2 separate regions of the Mus musculus genome follow, and region 2 is linked to region 1. The links are chromatin contacts, called in public HiChIP or PLAC-seq maps. All regions are on one chromosome and are shown on one strand. Each heading gives the region's core, a stretch centred on a gene start, on an enhancer-like site or on the middle of the called end of the contact. The rest is flanking DNA. Distances are from core to core; before and after follow the strand shown.

Evidence for each region. HiChIP or PLAC-seq counts read pairs in DNA pulled down with a chosen protein or histone mark.
Region 2: a contact with region 1 is called in an H3K4me3 HiChIP or PLAC-seq map of embryonic basal ganglia, with 2.7 times the contacts expected there. The contact joins two enhancer-like sites. A contact is called at or near these places in 2 of 15 datasets of contacts at CTCF or cohesin (embryonic stem cells and stem cell-derived epiblast-like cells) and 2 of 115 datasets of contacts at active chromatin or transcription factors (embryonic basal ganglia and stem cell-derived neural progenitor cells).

Annotation. Positions count from the first base shown.
Region 1 is chr9:69,516,469-69,519,259 of GRCm38.p6, forward strand. No RefSeq gene overlaps it. Among named protein-coding and RNA genes, the nearest start is that of Mir3109, 61 kb to the left of the region's middle. Within about 2 kb of position 1,368, at least 34 of the 459 cell types and tissues checked have an H3K27ac peak or open chromatin away from gene starts, as enhancers often do. A contact at or near this core is called in embryonic basal ganglia, where this site is marked.
Region 2 is chr9:69,843,593-69,846,383 of GRCm38.p6, forward strand. No RefSeq gene overlaps it. Among named protein-coding and RNA genes, the nearest start is that of Gm51684, 35 kb to the left of the region's middle. Within about 2 kb of position 1,394, at least 6 of the 459 cell types and tissues checked have an H3K27ac peak or open chromatin away from gene starts, as enhancers often do. A contact at or near this core is called in embryonic basal ganglia, where this site is marked.

The DNA.
Region 1 (2,791 bases), core at 118-2,617:
TGGCCTCAAACTCAGTACCTGGATAAGTATAACCTTGCACTTGTGATCTTCCTGCCCTCACATCCATACTGCAGGGATTACAGGCCTGCACTATCATGCCTGAGTTATTCTTGTTACTGTGACAACAAGGAACAAAGCCAGGGTTTCTACATTCCCAGAATCATCTTACTTTGAGGCAGAGTTTCCCACTGGCCTAGAACTTGCTAAGAAAGCTAAACTGGTTAGCATGCAGGCCCCAGAGAGTCTCAGTGCTGGGATTGCAAGCATATGCCACTATGCCACTATGGGTTCTGGAATCAAACTCAGGTCCTTACCCTTGCATGACAAATTGATTGAGCTCTGTCTGTCTCTCTGCCTCTGCCTCTGTCCCTCTTCTTGTTTCCATCCCTCCCTCCCTCTTTTCCTCTCTAGCTCCAAAGACAAATTCTTTTTGGGGGGGAGGGCTAGATGAGCTATTTAGTGTAAGTGGAATGTTCTCACAGTAGGAAATAATGTATTCGTGTGCAAGTGGGTGTCTATGGCAAGCGTATCTCCAACTCAGGAGCCTCGTTGTGTTGTTTTACTTTGAGATAGTGTCTCACTGGCTGGCTTGGGGCTCACTTGGAGATCAAGCTGTCCTGGAACTCCCAGAGATCCTCCTGCCTCTGCCTCCCAAGTGCTAAGGTTAAAGGGGTGTGCCATCACATCTAGCCTAAGTCTCTTTTTTAAAAGAGCAGCTAAAATTCCAAGGATGCTTTCTCGAATCCTCTGGGCTTTCTTGCTCTTTCTCTGAAGCAAACCTGCTTCCATCCTCCAGACCCCAGCGCAGCTGCTGGCTGACCACCACTGCTGAGCTTTCTTGCTTTGACCATCCTTGCTTTCTCGGACCCTAACTCTAAAGACACGGTTCTCCCTTATCTCCATCTACCTTCCAGACAGCTCCTCCAGATAGATTTTTCAGCTTGCTGGCCATGTTGTTTTTCTCTCAAATTCGAACACAACGTTCCTTGAGCTTCCGTCTGCGTCCATTTTAAATTATTTTATTAAGGAGACTGAGAACCCTACAAAAGGGACCCCCAGTTTCCCAGTAACACTACTAGACCAGAAGTGAGCAAGCTCTTCCTCGGAGATCAAAAGTGCTGAGCCTGCAGAATCTCTGGGCCCGGATGGGCCTTCTTCCTACTTCTGACGCTCTCCTTGCCCCCACAGGCAGGCAGTGCTCAAGGGAGCAGGAGATGGCAAGGTGCCAGGCATGAATAATGAATAGCACCCTCATTTCCATCCGTGGGTTGGCTGTTTACACACCACATTGCAGGAATCTGGAGCCTGAGGAAATCTGACTTGCAGCCGGCTCAGGCTCCCCTCCCTCCCGTGTGCCTAGCTCAGGAAAAGGCAGAATTGTTACCGGAAGACCATCTGGCTCCTTCGCATGCGCTTATTAGGAACAGCAGAGATGGGTCTGTTACGATGGGAAGGCATCTCGGGCACAGATGCTGAGTTGATGTGTAAAATATGGCTTCCGGCCAACACGCTAATCAGGAGCGCCTCTGAAGTGCTTCCAGTCGTCTAGATGAGGTGGCTCCGGCTCTCGTGTTGTTTGTACAAGCTGGTAGTTAGAGGTGTTGTGTACAAGATATTTGTAGTCATAATTTTCTCCAAACAGGTTAAGGCAAACACGATGAGAATCAGCATATTAATGTGCCATGTTTCAAATTAGAATCATAAACACACTTTCCTCATTGGAGGCCTAATCTGCTAAGAAGAAGCCAGATGTTTAATGACGAAACCATTATTCAGGAGGGCCCATCCACGTAAAACAAATCGTCGTCGTTGTTTACGTGGAAGGGAACACCTGCCTCCTGCCAGGAACTTGGACAAACTGCTTGGAGTGGATTCTTGCTTGCGTTGGATTTTCGAGTCTTTTGCGGTTGTTTGAGAATCCTTCCAGAAGAACTGCTCAGCAAAGGGGGAAGTCGTTCAGACCAGCGTATTGCATTTCCCAGTGCAGAGGCAACCTCTGGGGATGGGGTGGGGGGTTGGAAAGAGGTTGAGCTAAGAGATTTTGGGGATCCCCTCCTTTGCTGTAAAGTCCCCCTTGTCCTTCATGGTTTTGCTTCTCAGCAAAGAGCTCGGGAGGGACAGGGCTATGAGTAGCAGCCGAGTCCTCCATCTGCATCCAGAGCTTGCTGACGTAGAACCAGGTTTACGTTCTTCTCCTCCAGGGAAAGCCAGCCCACCAGGACCCCCTCATCTTTAGGGAGTCACCGACACCCTCGAGGTACCAGGAATGGATCACTTCTTTCCCATGTCCCACTCCACTGTCCTGCTGTCCCCTTCCATCTGAAGTTTCCCCTTCCCCCTTTCTTCCTCTTCCTTTTTCCCACTTCCTGCCAAAAAATGCATCTTAAAGCTGGGTGTGAAACCCTACCACTTGTGGGACCCAGGCAGGAAGGTAATGAGGTCAGCATGGGCTAATAGTGACCATCAGCTGGTCAGAGCTATATGGCAAGACTCTAAAATGTACAAAAAGGAAGGAGTGTGTTCAGTTGCTTACTAGGCCAAAGAACACACACAAAAGCAGGTTGGCGTTGCCAGGTCAGAAACTATAGGTGATTTTACAAACCTTGATGCCTTTGTGCATCTTGTCTTAAATATCCAAAACACTCCAGAGCTATTTTTAGGAGTTCCAATTTATTTATTTTTCTAAGTTTGTGTCAATAGTGGTAGATTTGGGGGGACCATGCACAAGAGGCTAGTCCCTAGCAAGTCCACCAGGATGTTTGACATGTACACCATCCTAATAACTACAGCA
Region 2 (2,791 bases), core at 144-2,643, 330 kb after region 1:
CTGGCCCTGTGCTTTACAGCCACGTTCACTCTGATGAGCCAAGCAGTTGGAATTTTGAGAAGTTTTGAGTGTTTGTCCTGGTTGAGCTTTCCAAAGCCTCGTGCAGGCTGTAAGTTGCAGGAGTACAAAGTCCCTTTTCTGGGTTGCTTTAACTTCATAATGGGCAATGTGGTCTTCATAAAATGTCTTGTCCTGAGTGTGTCAGGGCTAGACACAAACGCTATGATGTCTGGTTTAAATCCTGGAGATATCTTTTCACTTGTGCTGAGCTGGCCTCCAGATGGGACTGCCTGGCTAGAATGCAGGTTCTAAACACCACTCAGAACATGGAAGGAGAGAAAACAGAGTGTCTACAATAAATATTGCAACCAATTAGGCCTCATCATGGTAATTTCTCTGGTGTTGTAATGTTTGTTTACTGGGGTTTGTGGGGAGAGGGCCGCCCTGAGATGGTAAGGGTTTGGCTCCATTCTGCTGTCACGTGGGAGCGTTACCAATGGAGAAGCTTGCTTCCTTGCCCAGGAGACCTCCATCTTCATCACAAAAGACGCTGAGAGACTTGACCTCGACGCACTGCTTGTCCACATTCTGAGGAGATGCCCATAACATTTCTGAAAAAAACAAACCCACACATTAATATTGCTTATTTTCCAGTGGGGATAAATAAATGAGGGCCTCCAAGCCCTCCTTAGAACAAGCTGGAGTTAAATAACATTGCATGGTTTTTTTTTCATTTTACTGTGATGAATGCATAGCTATTAAATAACCTTTTAAAGGGTTGGTGTAATTATCTGTAAACAGTAATGTTATATAAAAAAAAAGGTCAAGTTGTCCCGCCATTAGGTGTTTATGGATATAAACCAGATTTATGTTTTCATAAAACAGGAGCTGACTAACTAGATTAACTCGCCACAAACTAAACCAACTGTAGTAATATTTAGACACAATAAAATGCTACCAATTAAAACAATTTTATTTTTTTGTGTCATATTGATTCATAGCACACTCAAATGAACCAGAGACCTTAAACTCGGAATGGTTGGCAAAAAAGACATCCACGGCTCCACATTATTACCAACAAGAAGAGCCGTTAAGTGAGAAAGCTGTGCAATAGTATGAATATTTAATTAATAATTAGTCATGTAATTTCTCCTCAGGAATTATTATCCCTCAAACTGGTTTGTGAATTTAATTATTAGCAGGCTTTTTGTTTCCATGTCCCCCTCATTACTGTCAGGATTGATGTAACACAAACTTCATTAAAAATTAAAGCGAGAGTCTTAATTACAAGGCTACCCCGACTGAAGTTAGAATTAGCCAAGCCAGTGATGTGCAAATGAGCGCATTATTTAAGAAGCATGCTGCAAGTACTTATGCTAATGTAGAAGGTTCCAGTAGCAGACCTTTTCGCTGGCAGTTGCATATTCATTAAATGCAGTATGCAAATTTAATGTAGCAGTCTTAGTAATGCGTTGTTAATTTATTCAGATTTATTGAGTACGACTTGTAAAAAAAAAAAGTACAAATTTAATTACTCTATCTAGTAGGGATGATATTAGGAGCTAGCCGGGGTTTAAAATGTTGTGAACTGGATTACTGCAGTTTGACGGAAGACGTGGTATCAAAGGACACAATTTTGATAACTGGGCTTGAAAGAATATTTGATTTACTTATGGAATGATCTAAGAAATCACTGAAATTGCACATGTTCCTTCCCAATAGGGGAGTAAAAAAAAAGTCTCGGCTGTATTAACTTTAGAGTGAGAGCGGAGCTGAGTCCACAGCCTAATGGTCCTAATGACTCTACGGAGACCAGTAAAGGTTATGGATTGAGAGCGGCGGGGAGGAAACTGTCTTTGTGGAAAGTTCATTGGTGGTCGCCCCTGCAATGAGCGACAGGAAGCCTGGCTTCGCTGTCCTGCTAAAGGGAGGGAAGGACTGGGGTGTCCCGGCAGGGCCTTGTCTTCATCTAGGGTGGGTGGAGGGTGGAAGATGGAGGGTCCACCTTCAGGACACAGTGTTCTTTCAAAAGGATGTGTAAACCACCCTCACACTGGGCACCCTGTCCACACTGCCACAGTGGACACTTGGGAACCCACCCTTCGTACACCTTTCATCTCAGTCTCTGGAAACCCGGCAGGGTGGGTTTTCTTATACACACTGTACAGGTGAGGAAACTGAGGCCAAGATGAGAAAAAGAAGGCATACAGAAAACAGAGCCCAAATTTAAGTACAGCTAGTATCCCCACCAAACCAGATTCCCACCTCCTCCCTTCTATCTCCCATTCCTTGGCTCTTCTTCATCCTTTTCCACCCCCCGCCCTTCCACACACCCCACCTTTACCTCTTTGGGGTCGGCACCATTTGGCATCAGCAACCTTTCCCTTTACTTTCAGAAATCTCTTTCTTCTTCCAACTCCCTGCTGTTGTTTCTGTTCTGCCTTCCATTTCTTCATCCTCCCCTCCTTCTCCCTCCCATTCGTTCTGTCTCTCCCTCATTTTTCATATCCCCATCCCCTCTCTCCTTTCTCTCTCTTTCCTCACACCCCTCTTTCCTTCCTTTCCCCCTCCCTCCTCCTCTCCTTTCTATCCCCCCTCCTCTTCCCCTCTCTCTATTCTATTGCACACTCTTCCATTCCGGCTTCACTTCCAGAGACACAGAGATGTGCACACTGAATTTGAAAACCCAAGCGGCTTAACCTCTTTTGCTCTGGAACAACTGCTACAAACAAGCACACAGGTTAAGTTGGAACAGAACTGTGTGTTTGACAAAGCTGCCCATGACCACCTC